Linked DNA regions of Mus musculus: region 1 is linked to region 2. Evidence: chromatin contacts called from public HiChIP or PLAC-seq data. All regions are on one chromosome and are shown on one strand. The core of a region is the stretch at or near the end of the contact, and the rest is flanking DNA. Distances in the headings are between cores, read along the strand shown.

What was found. HiChIP or PLAC-seq counts read pairs in DNA pulled down with a chosen protein or histone mark.
Region 1: a contact with region 2 is called in an H3K4me3 HiChIP or PLAC-seq map of forebrain, with 4 times the contacts expected there. The contact joins the promoter of Anks1b here to the promoter of Actr6 in region 2. A contact is called at or near these places in 7 of 39 promoter capture datasets (cranial neural crest, frontonasal cranial neural crest, hippocampal neurons and 4 more), 26 of 484 Hi-C or Micro-C datasets (the HL-1 cell line, the N1E-115 cell line, cerebellar granule neurons and 13 more), 6 of 115 datasets of contacts at active chromatin or transcription factors (astrocytes, embryonic forebrain, embryonic stem cells and 2 more) and 2 of 9 other capture datasets (adipose tissue and pancreatic islet).

Annotation. Positions count from the first base shown.
Region 1 is chr10:89,871,366-89,876,673 of GRCm38.p6, reverse strand. Anks1b (ankyrin repeat and sterile alpha motif domain containing 1B) reads right to left here and starts at 3,165. Exons shown (of 27, transcript NM_001359241.1): 1 at 2,869-3,165. The coding sequence starts at 3,002.
Region 2 is chr10:89,729,463-89,735,175 of GRCm38.p6, reverse strand. It overlaps Actr6 (ARP6 actin-related protein 6), which reads left to right and starts at 2,881. Exons shown (of 11, transcript NM_025914.3): 1 at 2,881-3,002. The coding sequence starts at 2,935.

The DNA.
Region 1 (5,308 bases), core at 1,916-4,415, 140 kb before region 2:
TCACAGGGCTCCCAATGGAGGAGCTAGAGAAAGTACCCAAGGAGCTAAAGGGATCTGCAACCCTATAGGTGGAACAACATTATGAACTAACCAGTACCCCAGAGCTCTTGACTCTAGCTGCATATGTATCAAAAGATGGCCTAGTCGGCCATCACTGGAAAGAGAGGCCCATTGGACACGCAAAATTTATATGCCCCAGTACAGGGGAACGCCAGGGCCAAAAAGGGGGAGTGGGTGGGTAGGGGAGTGGGGGTGGGTGGGTATGGGGGACTTTTGGTATAGCATTGGAAATGTAAATGAACTAAATACCTAATAAAAAATTTAAAAAAAAAAGAAATATTTTATTCAAAAGATCACCTGAACACCATTCCAGTAACTATTTTCTTCCAAGACATGTTATAGTGGTTAAGTCAGTGTGAGATAAGTAAATGCAAGCCTGAAAGGTACTGGTGATCTCTGTGATTTTTGCAGCAGTTGACTCAAACTGCCCTCGTGAATACATCGTTTTCCATGTAGGCTCCTGTAGAACTACCAGGGCCATTCAACACAGCCAGTAATAAAGAAACTCATTGCAGAAGAACACTGTGGCCCATGCTTTCATGGCTTAAATATTTACTAACATTAAATACTTGATGTCTTTTTTCTTCTTCTTCTTCTTTTGGTTTTTTGAGACAGGATTTCTCTGTATAGCCCCGACTGGCCTTGAACTCAGATCCGCCTGCCTCTGCCTCCCAAGTGCTGGGATTAAAGGCATGTGCCACCTTAACCCTAAAACTTGTCAACTACTTCTGTTTCAAAGATAAAACAACTGAGAAAGGCCTATCCAAAAAAAATATCATTTGTCTCAATTCGTGTCAGTGATATTAACTAAACCTCTCATTGCTAATGAATTCTCTATTTTCCAAAATGATTAATTTTTAATCTTTGAGGAACTTGTTTTAGCATACATCCATTATCATTTTTATAATCATTGATTCTGTTGCAAATACAACTAGTTCACTTCTAACTAAAAATTGTAACTAAACTTTTCTATAATCTACAGGTAAATACCAAAACTGATGTCTAAAATACATATATTATCTAGTTGTGTTTGAAAATGGAAGACAGCACGCGGAAGAGTTATGTTTTCTAAGACCCACTGGGGGCAGAGCTTCTATACATAACCACTGTTCTGCAATGAAATATTATTCCAATAGTGTCACTGTCACCAAGTATATGTAATAGTACATGGCTCTTTAAATCTTGCCCTTTTTCAGGTATGTTCATTTCACTGTAATATAACCTTTTTCTTCCCCCCTAGAGGCAGTATTATAATTAATTGCACCATCTGATCACAACCTATGAGAACCTGTGTCCATGCCACAATATTTTCATGCATAAGTTTGTATCAAACACATAAGGACATCAGCACAAAAGGTCAGAGCAGCCGTTCTCAACCCCAGGGCTTGCAATCTCTTTGAGGGTCAAAAGACCCTTTCATAGGGATCACCTAAGACTACCAGGAAACACAGATATTTACCTTGCAATTCATAACAGTAGCAAAATGACAGTTATAAAGTAGCAACAAAAATAATTTTGTGGTTGGGAGTCACCACAACATGAGGAACTGTATTAAAGGGTCACAGCCTTGCACTAGTTGAGTGGATAAAGATGCTTGCTTGCTCTCAAACCTGAGAACTTGAGTACCACTTCCTGAATCTGCATGATAGAGGGAGAAAACAGGCTCTCACAAGTTGCCCTCTGCTTTCTGAATGGGGTAGATGGCATGCACAGCGTGCACACACACGCACACACACACACACACCAAGTAAGTGTAATTATTTTTATTTTTTATAAAAAGTAATACAAAATATTTTTAAGCAAGAAAACCACTCCAGCTTTTAATTTTTTTTACAAGTATCATTAAGTTGCCATTAAGAGATGTTTTAAGATAGAGTTATGTATGATGATAGATGCCTCCAAAAATACACAAGACACACTGAACAATCACGACTTGAGAACTAAAGAGCTTTCCTTGAATTTCATTGAGTGCTCTTCAGGCTTCCTGCCTCCTAAGAGATTTCATTTGTTCAATTCAACTTTTAATAGTTTCTCAAACATGCAGACAAACCCTGCTCTCTCTAGCTCTCTCTAGTATGGTGAATAAAGACTTTGACTTTTTTTAATGTCACCTTAGAAAGAACCTTTGAGAACTAATATTCGTCTCACCTGCAACATGTTAACATTAAAAGGCCTCTGCTGTATTTATTCCACACACGCTTTCCCAAGCCGGATGTTTCCCTCAGCTGTGTCTGGGAAACTGAAAGTAAACTAAAGCTGCCCAACCTGCCTCATCAAGTTTTACACACTCCTGATTGACATCTCAGAAGGTTCCCTGGCTTTGTTTTTGTGGGATCGTTACCCACTGCTGATGCTTTCTGCCCAAGAAGGAAGCAGCAATCCAGGGAGTCGGTGGCTTTCGCAGGATAACTGCAAGCATCCAACAAGCTTCTCATTTAAATAGCCAAATAGTAGGGGGTGGGCTTTCACAGCTGCAAACACAAACAGTACCAGGCATGCCGATTTCCTTCTAGCAACACCAGTACATGTACAAGTTCTGCACCACGGTTTAGAGAAAAGTAGCTGATTGACGCATTGATGGAAAAGCTATTTTAAAATTACTCCAAGAGTCTAAAGCATCGGTCTAACTGGGAGGCTCTTGCCTCCTCTTCACACACACGGTCTGTTTTCCTGTCTAATTTAAGAATGAATCGCTGACACCTCCAGGTGCAATATACCCTGAGGAGAGAACGTACCCATCACAATGCTAACGAGGGGTGTGCATACCACCACCACCACCCCGAGCCCGCAGTGAGTGCCAGTTCTTACCTTAGCAGATTAGACAGGGGCAGAGGTCCGGATCCACCACCCAGGATCCCTCCTTTCCTGCCAGATAGGAGTTTCTCCACCAGAGCCACATTGCCAGTACGAGCAGCTTCCAGCAGCTCCTGGTCCTTCCCCATAGTCTCTCACCGAGTCCGCTACAGAGTCCTTTCCCTGCTCCAGGTCCACTCCCCAAAAGCCAGGGCCCTCCCCGCCCCACCCTATAAGGATGCCCGGGCTTATTCCCTGCAGCCCCGCGCAGGGAGCAGCACGCCGTCCTCCTTCTCTCCGCGCAGCTTCTACAATGGGGAGCAGCCTGTGTTTGGGCAGAGGGGCTGGCCAAGCGGCGACGCGCCCCCACAGCCACTCCCCTGCATTCCCGAGGCCTCCTTCCCGCGGGTGGGGTGCGAGCGGGTGGGGACCGGGCCCGGGCGCTGCCGAGGAACGGAAGGAGGATGCTGAGCTCAGAGAACGCCGAGCCCTGAGCAGGATGCTCCGGCGCTGACAGGAGGATGCTGAGCAGCGGGGAGGATGCTCCGGCACTGAGGAGCTCAAGGAGCGCTCTGAGGCTGATGAGGAGGGAGCGAGTCGAGCGCGTCCTCCCCAGAGCTAGAGGGTATCGAACCACGGCAGCGGAGGCCCGTGCGTACAAACGCCCAGCCTGGATCCACCTGGGTTCCGCGCCCGGCGGGCTCGGGGCTTACACGGGGACGACGGCCGCGGCCCGCGGCTGGGGTGGCTGCGGCCCGCGCCGAGGCTGGGCTGTGCGGACGAGCCGCGGCGGGTGCGTGCGGAGGGCGGCGGCGGCGGCGGCGGCTCGGAGGCTCGGCGCGCGGGGGGCGTGTGCGCGCGGCAGGTGCGGCCCGGGGCCGACCGTGGGGCGGGCGGGGGGTTGGGGGGGGGGTGCAGTTCTGTGCCAGTGGGCGGGGTCCTCCTTGCTCCCTCCTCCGTGCTCCCTCCGCTCTCCTCCCTCCTTCCCCGCTCTTTGCTCCCTCTCCCTCCTCTCTCTTCTCCCCCCACCCCCCACCCCGCTTCTGCTCCCTTCTCCCGTCTCTGAAGAGGTTTAACTGTGTGAGTACTGGAGATCACCCCGCTAGCTGCTGAGGCGCCTTCTCTGCCTGAAGCCCAGAGTCAGTAACCAGACTTGGGGAAAATCTTCCACTAGGAGGTGATGGAGAACGAGGTGCTGAGAAGAGGCGCTTTTGCTGCAGTTTCTGTCCCAGTCCGGGGGACTTGAAGGATATTTCATCCTCTTGCTTTACCTCTCTGGTGAGAGTCTGAGATGTCCGTCCTTGGAAGAAGCTGAAGAGGTTTGGTTTATCCTAGTTTCTGAACCACTGAATGCCTTGTGACTTTTGCAGGTTTTTTAGGGTCTTTAATCAGCCTGAATTTTACTCGGGCTTTGGAGAGCTGCTGACTTGTGCAAATACCAGAAAAAGGGTTCTCATTGGAAATTCTTCCACATCCACCCTAGGAAAAATATAAATGGGCATGGATGAGAGAGCTGCTTTGATTTGCATATATCATCAGCAGTTCATTGTGTATGACTGCCTTGATTTTGTTGGATGTTTTCCTTGCTCGTGGCAGAGAACGCATGCTTATTTTCTTTTGAAACTTCCTGTGACAGCTTGTGGTCAGTTGATAGGAAAAGATGTGATTGTCATTTTGCTTACAACAACCCAACGAACTGGATATTATTACTGTATATTACTTTAGAACTAAAGGAGAGGTCCAGAAAGGGACAAGATGCCACACAGTCGTTGGCTGACAAACTGGACCTGGGAGCTAGTAAGATGCCTCAGCAGGTAAATGTGCTAAGCCAGAAGACCTGAGTTCAGTCTCCCCAGCCCTCATAGTAAAAAGGAGAAAAATAGGGGCTGGTGAGATGGCTCAGTGGGCAAGAGCACCCGACTGCTCTTCCGAAGGTACAGAGTTCAAATCCCAGCAACCACATGGAGGTTCACAACCATCTGACTCCCTCTGGAGTGTCTGAAGACAGCTACAGTGTACTTACATATAAATAAATAAAAATCTTTTTTAAAAAAAAAGGAGAAAAATAGCTCCCACAAGTTGTCCTCTGGTCTCCATACACACACACACACACACACACACACACACACACACACACACCTGTGTGCTTCCATTAAATAAATAGATAGATAGATAGATAGATAGTCTGAGAGATAGTATTTCCTGAGAAGAGTATTTCCTGCTCTTGCAGAGAATCAGTTCTGTTCCTAGCACCCATATCGAGTGGCTGACAACTTTGTGTAACTCCACCTGTAGAGAACCCAGATCGTCTGGCCTCCACAGGCCTGACAATTATGTGTGCATACCCACATACACACACAGAATTAGAAATATATCTTTAAAATAAATGGAAAAAGTTAACAGCTGGATCCTAGAACTGACTTAATTCAGATCCCAACCTGAGACCCCATTGAAT
Region 2 (5,713 bases), core at 1,632-4,131:
CTAATAATTATGCTTTCATTTCAGAGGAGAAAAGAGAACGGAGGCAGGAAGGGCACCGAGAAGGTGGTGGCACTGTTTCAGGCGAGAGATGAGGAAGCCAGATCAATCATAGATTCCAGAGACTGAAGAGTTGGCAGTAATTGAAGTTTCTAGCTTGGAGCACGGAGTGGAGCTTGGTGGAACAGCAATGCCTGAGATGAGTTCAGCGGGTGGGACAAGCCATTATGGAAAAGTAATATGCAGTGTTACGTTCCCTGTGTTTAAGGATTTGGGTGTGGAAACAATTAAGATAGGAATTTCTGGTTTAGGATGTATCTTATTCAATAATAACTAAAGTCAAGACCAAGAATAATCTTGATCAAAAAGCATGTAAAATTTGGTGAGGAAAGCCAAAACAATGTTTAAATAAGAAAGGGTTGTCGCACAGGAGGAGAAACAGGATTGAAAGTGCATAGTTTAAGGATGAGAGACAAATAGAAATGACGGTTGCTGTGTGAGAGAAGATTTAAAAGAGCTGTGCCACTTGACTGCAGAAAAAGAGCTGATCACTTTTTTGTTCTGTCGAGCTTAGTTTGCTGGTTTTGAAAGTACCATCCCTGGCCTTGATATGTCTCCCAAGTTGGGCTGGAGCAGGTGGTCACCCTGCCTCAGCCTGAGTTCTTACCACCTTACTAACTGAATTGGATAAAATAGAGTGTTGATGTTGGTCAGAATTAACCTTAGACATTCAGAAAGGTTTTCATTTTATTTCTAGTGCTAGAGATCAGAACCCAGACCCCTTGAAAACGTTGAGAGAGCAATTCCACCACTGAGCTTCGTCCCCACGCCCTCATTTACTTCTTTTATTTGTTTGTTTGTTTGTTTGGTGTCAAGACAGAATTTCTCTGTGTAGCCCTGGCTGTCTTGGAACTAGCTCTTTAGACCAGGCTGGCCTCGAACTCAGAGATCCAGCTGCTCCATCCTCTTCCCCACCAGTGCTGGGATTAAAGGTGTGCACCAGTACTGCCTGACCCTAATTAACTTTTTAATATATATCAGTAGAGATTATCAATAGAATACTCTGCCTGATTTGAAGGAGTTTGATGGTTAGGCAGGTTGACAGAAGGTGCATGAAGCCCTGGGGTTTTGTCCTCAGTACCAGACAATCCAGGCAAGGTTGCGCAGGCCTGTAATTCCAGAACTCCTGCAGGCGGAGACAGGAGGATCCCAAGTTCAAGAGCGCCCTTCTATATAGTAAATTTGAAGCCAGCCTGGGCTATGTTAAACCCTATCTCAAAATAAATATTAAGCAAACTAAAAAAAATGATAACAGTATCTATTGACAGGTAGGTGCTTGACTTCTAACACTAATATTAAACCATTCTATAACATAGTGAGAGTCATATTAGTTTATTTTATAATTTAGATAACCCAAGGGTCATTAAGTTGCTTAAACATTTTTTTCTTTTTTCTTTTTTTTTCTTTTTTCTTTTTTTTTTTTTTTTTTTTTTTTTTGAGACAGGGTTTCTCTGTATAGCCCTGGCTGTCCTGGAACTCACTTGTAGACCAGGCTGGCCTTGAACTCAGAAATCTGCCTGCCTCTGCCTCCCAAGTGCTGGGATTAAAGATGTCCGCCACCACCGCCCGGCTTAGTTTAAACATTTTTTTTAAGATTTATTTATTATTATACATAAGTACACTGTAGCTGACTTCAGATGCACCAGAAGAGGGTATCAGATCTCATTACAGGTGATTGTGAGCCACTATGTGGTTGCTGGGATTTGAACTCAGGACCTTCGGACGAGCAGTCAGTGCTCTTATCCTCTGAGCCGTCTCTCCAGCCCGCTTATATGTTTTTAATGTCATAGTCACAGTTTAAAATTAGAAGGCCACACTCTCATCTCTTTATCTCCTGGAGTTTTAAACACTAGTTAATACGTGTAAAGAAAGTGAAACAGCTTACTCTCTCTTTTTTTTTTTTTTTTTTGTTTTGGTTTTGGTTTTTTTGAGACAGGGTTTCTCTGTGTAGCTAACTTACTCTTAAGCATGGCTGTGTATTCATTTATATCAGATTCATTACCCGAGATTATTTTGTAGCAGAGTCTACATTCCAATCAAAACATTTTGAGAGAGACTCTCTGTATCGTGTATGTCTGGCTGTCCTACGTAAACCAGGCTGGTTTTGAACACCCAGAGAGCCACCTCCCTCTGTCTCCCGAGTGCTGGGATTAAAGGCGTGTACCATTACGCTCAACTCCAAAACTTTTTCTTAACATTATGAAACACAAGCTCTCCGTTGTACAGAAACACCCAGGAACGATATCTAATTCCAGGAGTCAGAGCAGACAAGGAACATGTCAGATGTCAAGAAGTCCTTTGTAGATAGGATACATAAATAAGTAGCGGAGAACAAGCAGGGGGATTCGTTGGGGAATGTGCAAATAAGTTAAAGCACAACGCAGATAACAACACAGCCCATACATAATTTATTGTGACCAAATTCTATAACCTGATGACGAGTGCCAAGAAATGAAGGTGAGGCTGAAGAGACTTCGTATCCAGTTCCACGATGCGTATGGTTTCATACTCAATTCTTCAAGGCTCGGAGTGTCTTAACAACTCTAATCAGATACACGCACACGCAGCCCACCAAAGGGCTCACAAAAAGCTTCCACTCGCCAATGTGCGCAGTAAAGAAAATCAAAAGAAATAAAGTACTTAGCAGTTTCTACTACGGAATGTCGCTGCCACCGAAAATCGATGCATTTGAAAACTGGATACAAGCACAGGAAGGGCTGCTCCGCTGCTCGACTTCTGGCGTACTCCGTTGTCAGGGTAACCGGAAGTTTACGCCACGGCCACGCCCCCATCGACCATAGAGTACCGGAAGAAGCCTGAGCAGAGGAGATTCAAACAGTGGGAAAGCGACTCCGCTGCAGCGTGGTGCGTGCCGAAATGACGACCCTAGTTCTGGATAATGGAGCTTACAACGCCAAAATCGGTTACAGCCATGACAGTGTCTCGTAAGTGGTCGTCGTTCCCGAGGGACAGGACACGTACGCCTTTTAACTTGACAGACTATGCTTTCCGATTTGCGTGATCCACAGACGCCATCGCGCGCCTCCAGCCTCAGTCGGGGGATGCTCAGTTTCGAGCTGGGTTCGTTGGTTGGTTTGATGCTTTGAACTGAAATTGACTTTGATTTTTTGTTTGAGGCCGCGGGGCTGCGGAAGTGAATGTATGTTCCGTTTGGTAACGGGAAATAGGCTTCTCGAGATTGACTGAGGAGACTAAAGTTTATGAAATTTCAGAAATAGTGGGCAACGTTTCGCCTTTAGGGGAACACGATTATAGGTTTTCATCGGATCCTCAAAAGGTTCAATGCCCCCCAACCTCCCAAATAGTAAAACCCACTTCATTAGAGTCCAGGGAGTTTGAAGGCATTGGGGAACCAAGTTGAATAACCTGGTTGGTAAAGTCAGGAACGCTACGGTGGCATCTTAAGATGTGTTTTATAAAATGTATGTTTGAATAAATAGTAGACTTTCACAGTGCTAGAACTGAAATCTAGGACTTTGCGTAGGTAATTAGTACCTTCCCACAGAGCTACACCCCCTGCTGCCTTGCAGCACAGCGTGTAATCCAGGATGACCTTGAATTTAAGATCCTCCTGCCTCCACCTCCTGGTTGCTAGGATTACAGCTGAGGGCCACTACTTCAGAACTCAGTGGGCATTTGACTGAATTTTTTTTTTTTAATGCTATGTTGAACTCTTGCACGGTGGACAAGCACAACATTACTTCTTAGCCCAGCCCATATGACCAGATTCTCATATGACCAGATTCTCACAGCTTTAGTGGTGATGGAAGCCATTTATATATAAGGCTTCCACATAAGTTTTTTTTTTCCTCATTAAGAACTAGGTACATGGGGCTGGAGAAATGGCTAACCCGCTCATTCTGCTCTTCTAGAGGGCCTACGTTCAATTCCCAGCACCTACATGGCCGCTAACAACTGTCTGTAACTCCTCTCTTTCTCTCTCTCTCTCTCTCCCTCTCTCTCTCTCTCTCTCTCTCTCTCTCTCTCTCCCTCTCTCTCTCTCTCTCACATACACACACACACACACACACGGTGCACAGACATACACGCAGGAAAAATACCTGTGCACATAAATACATAAATAAACAGATGCATGTAAATACATATAGAACCAGATTTTCTGTTTTGTTTTTAATGTGCTGGAGAATGAATTATGGGCCTAGGACATGTTAGGAAAGTGCTGTGCTACTGAACTATATAGCCTCCAAGCCCCTGTGGTTCTTTATTGAGATAAGGTCTTACGCAGTGGCCCAGCTGGGCATTGTGTATCCTAAACTGGCCTCAAACTCATGAGAGTCCTCCTGTCTCAGCCTCCTGAGTGCTGGAATTGTAAGCATAACCCATCATTCCTGGCCCCCTGATCTCGTTAAAGACAAATCAAGGCCCACAGCCAGACTTTACACAGAGAGTGAGAGACCTCGGAACATTCAGCTCTAAATGGTTTGTCTCCAGCAAATCCGTCCCCTCAGAGCCAGAGGGGACGGAGGACAGCAAGATAACCAGGCCTTCTAAATCAACATGAGCAAAGGTCATGAGTCCTCAGAGACTGAAGCCCTGTGCACACGGCCTGCACAGCTCTGCATCAGGTCCTGTGTGCTTATACTCTAGCTTCCAGTTTAGTGTGTTTCTGGGACTCCTGAGCGTGTGAATGAGTGGGTCTCTGATTCTTGTGCCTTCTTGTGGGCTCTTTTCCTTCTCTTTTGTCTTGTCCAGCTTCAATGTGATAGTTTTCACTTTGTCTTTTATTTTGCTATATTCTTTTAAGAAATGAATGAATGAATGAATGAATGAAAACCTAGCCACTAAGAGTAAGAGTTAACTGAATTATCATTTGTACCTGCTGGGAGACGGAAAGTAAGTTTCCTCCAGTTGAGTGAAGCTGGGTATATCACTCACTCCACAACAGGCTTCATGATCAAGTGCAGTTGATCAAAATATAATGGACTTCACAGAGTTGTTGAAGGGAAGCAAGGTAAATAGTCAAGGGTAGCAAACCAGCTAAGTATATTAGAACACGGGACAGCTTCTTTTAACTGTGACGTTAGGATCAAACCTAGGACCTTAAGCCTGTGCTTTACAACTGAGCCACACCAGTTTCTTCTAAGAGGCAGCATCTCATAATATCGTACAGTGTCGCACAGGCCAGTTTCCAGCTCCTGCCTCCAGTGATGGTCTTTTCCTCAGGTGCCCAAATATCTGGGATTACAGGCAATATAACACTGAGCCCAGCCCATGCTGATTTTAAAATCATACCTCCCAAGAACATTTAAAAAGGCAGGGGGAAAAAAAAAACAACAAAACCCGTTGCTAGTGAATAGTAAGTGAAAGTAGGTGCAACCTTTTTATGGTATTATCTCAGTATCACCATGTATGTGTGTCTGTGAGTTTGTGTATCCATGTGTGGACATGGGATGGTCTTCCTATCTAGACTGAGCTCGTGGAGGTCAGCATTCATCCTTAAAGGTAGTGTAAGTAGTTCTTAACTTGGTCGTCTGTGGCAGAGTGCGCCAACATTTTGAACTTGGCGTTAAGAATGTGTACCTTAAAGTTTGAGGGAAGAATTAGCTAGAAATAAGGACTGCCAGAGACCATGATCTTCAGTCTTGCTAAGAGAACATTTCTTTTTACATTTTCA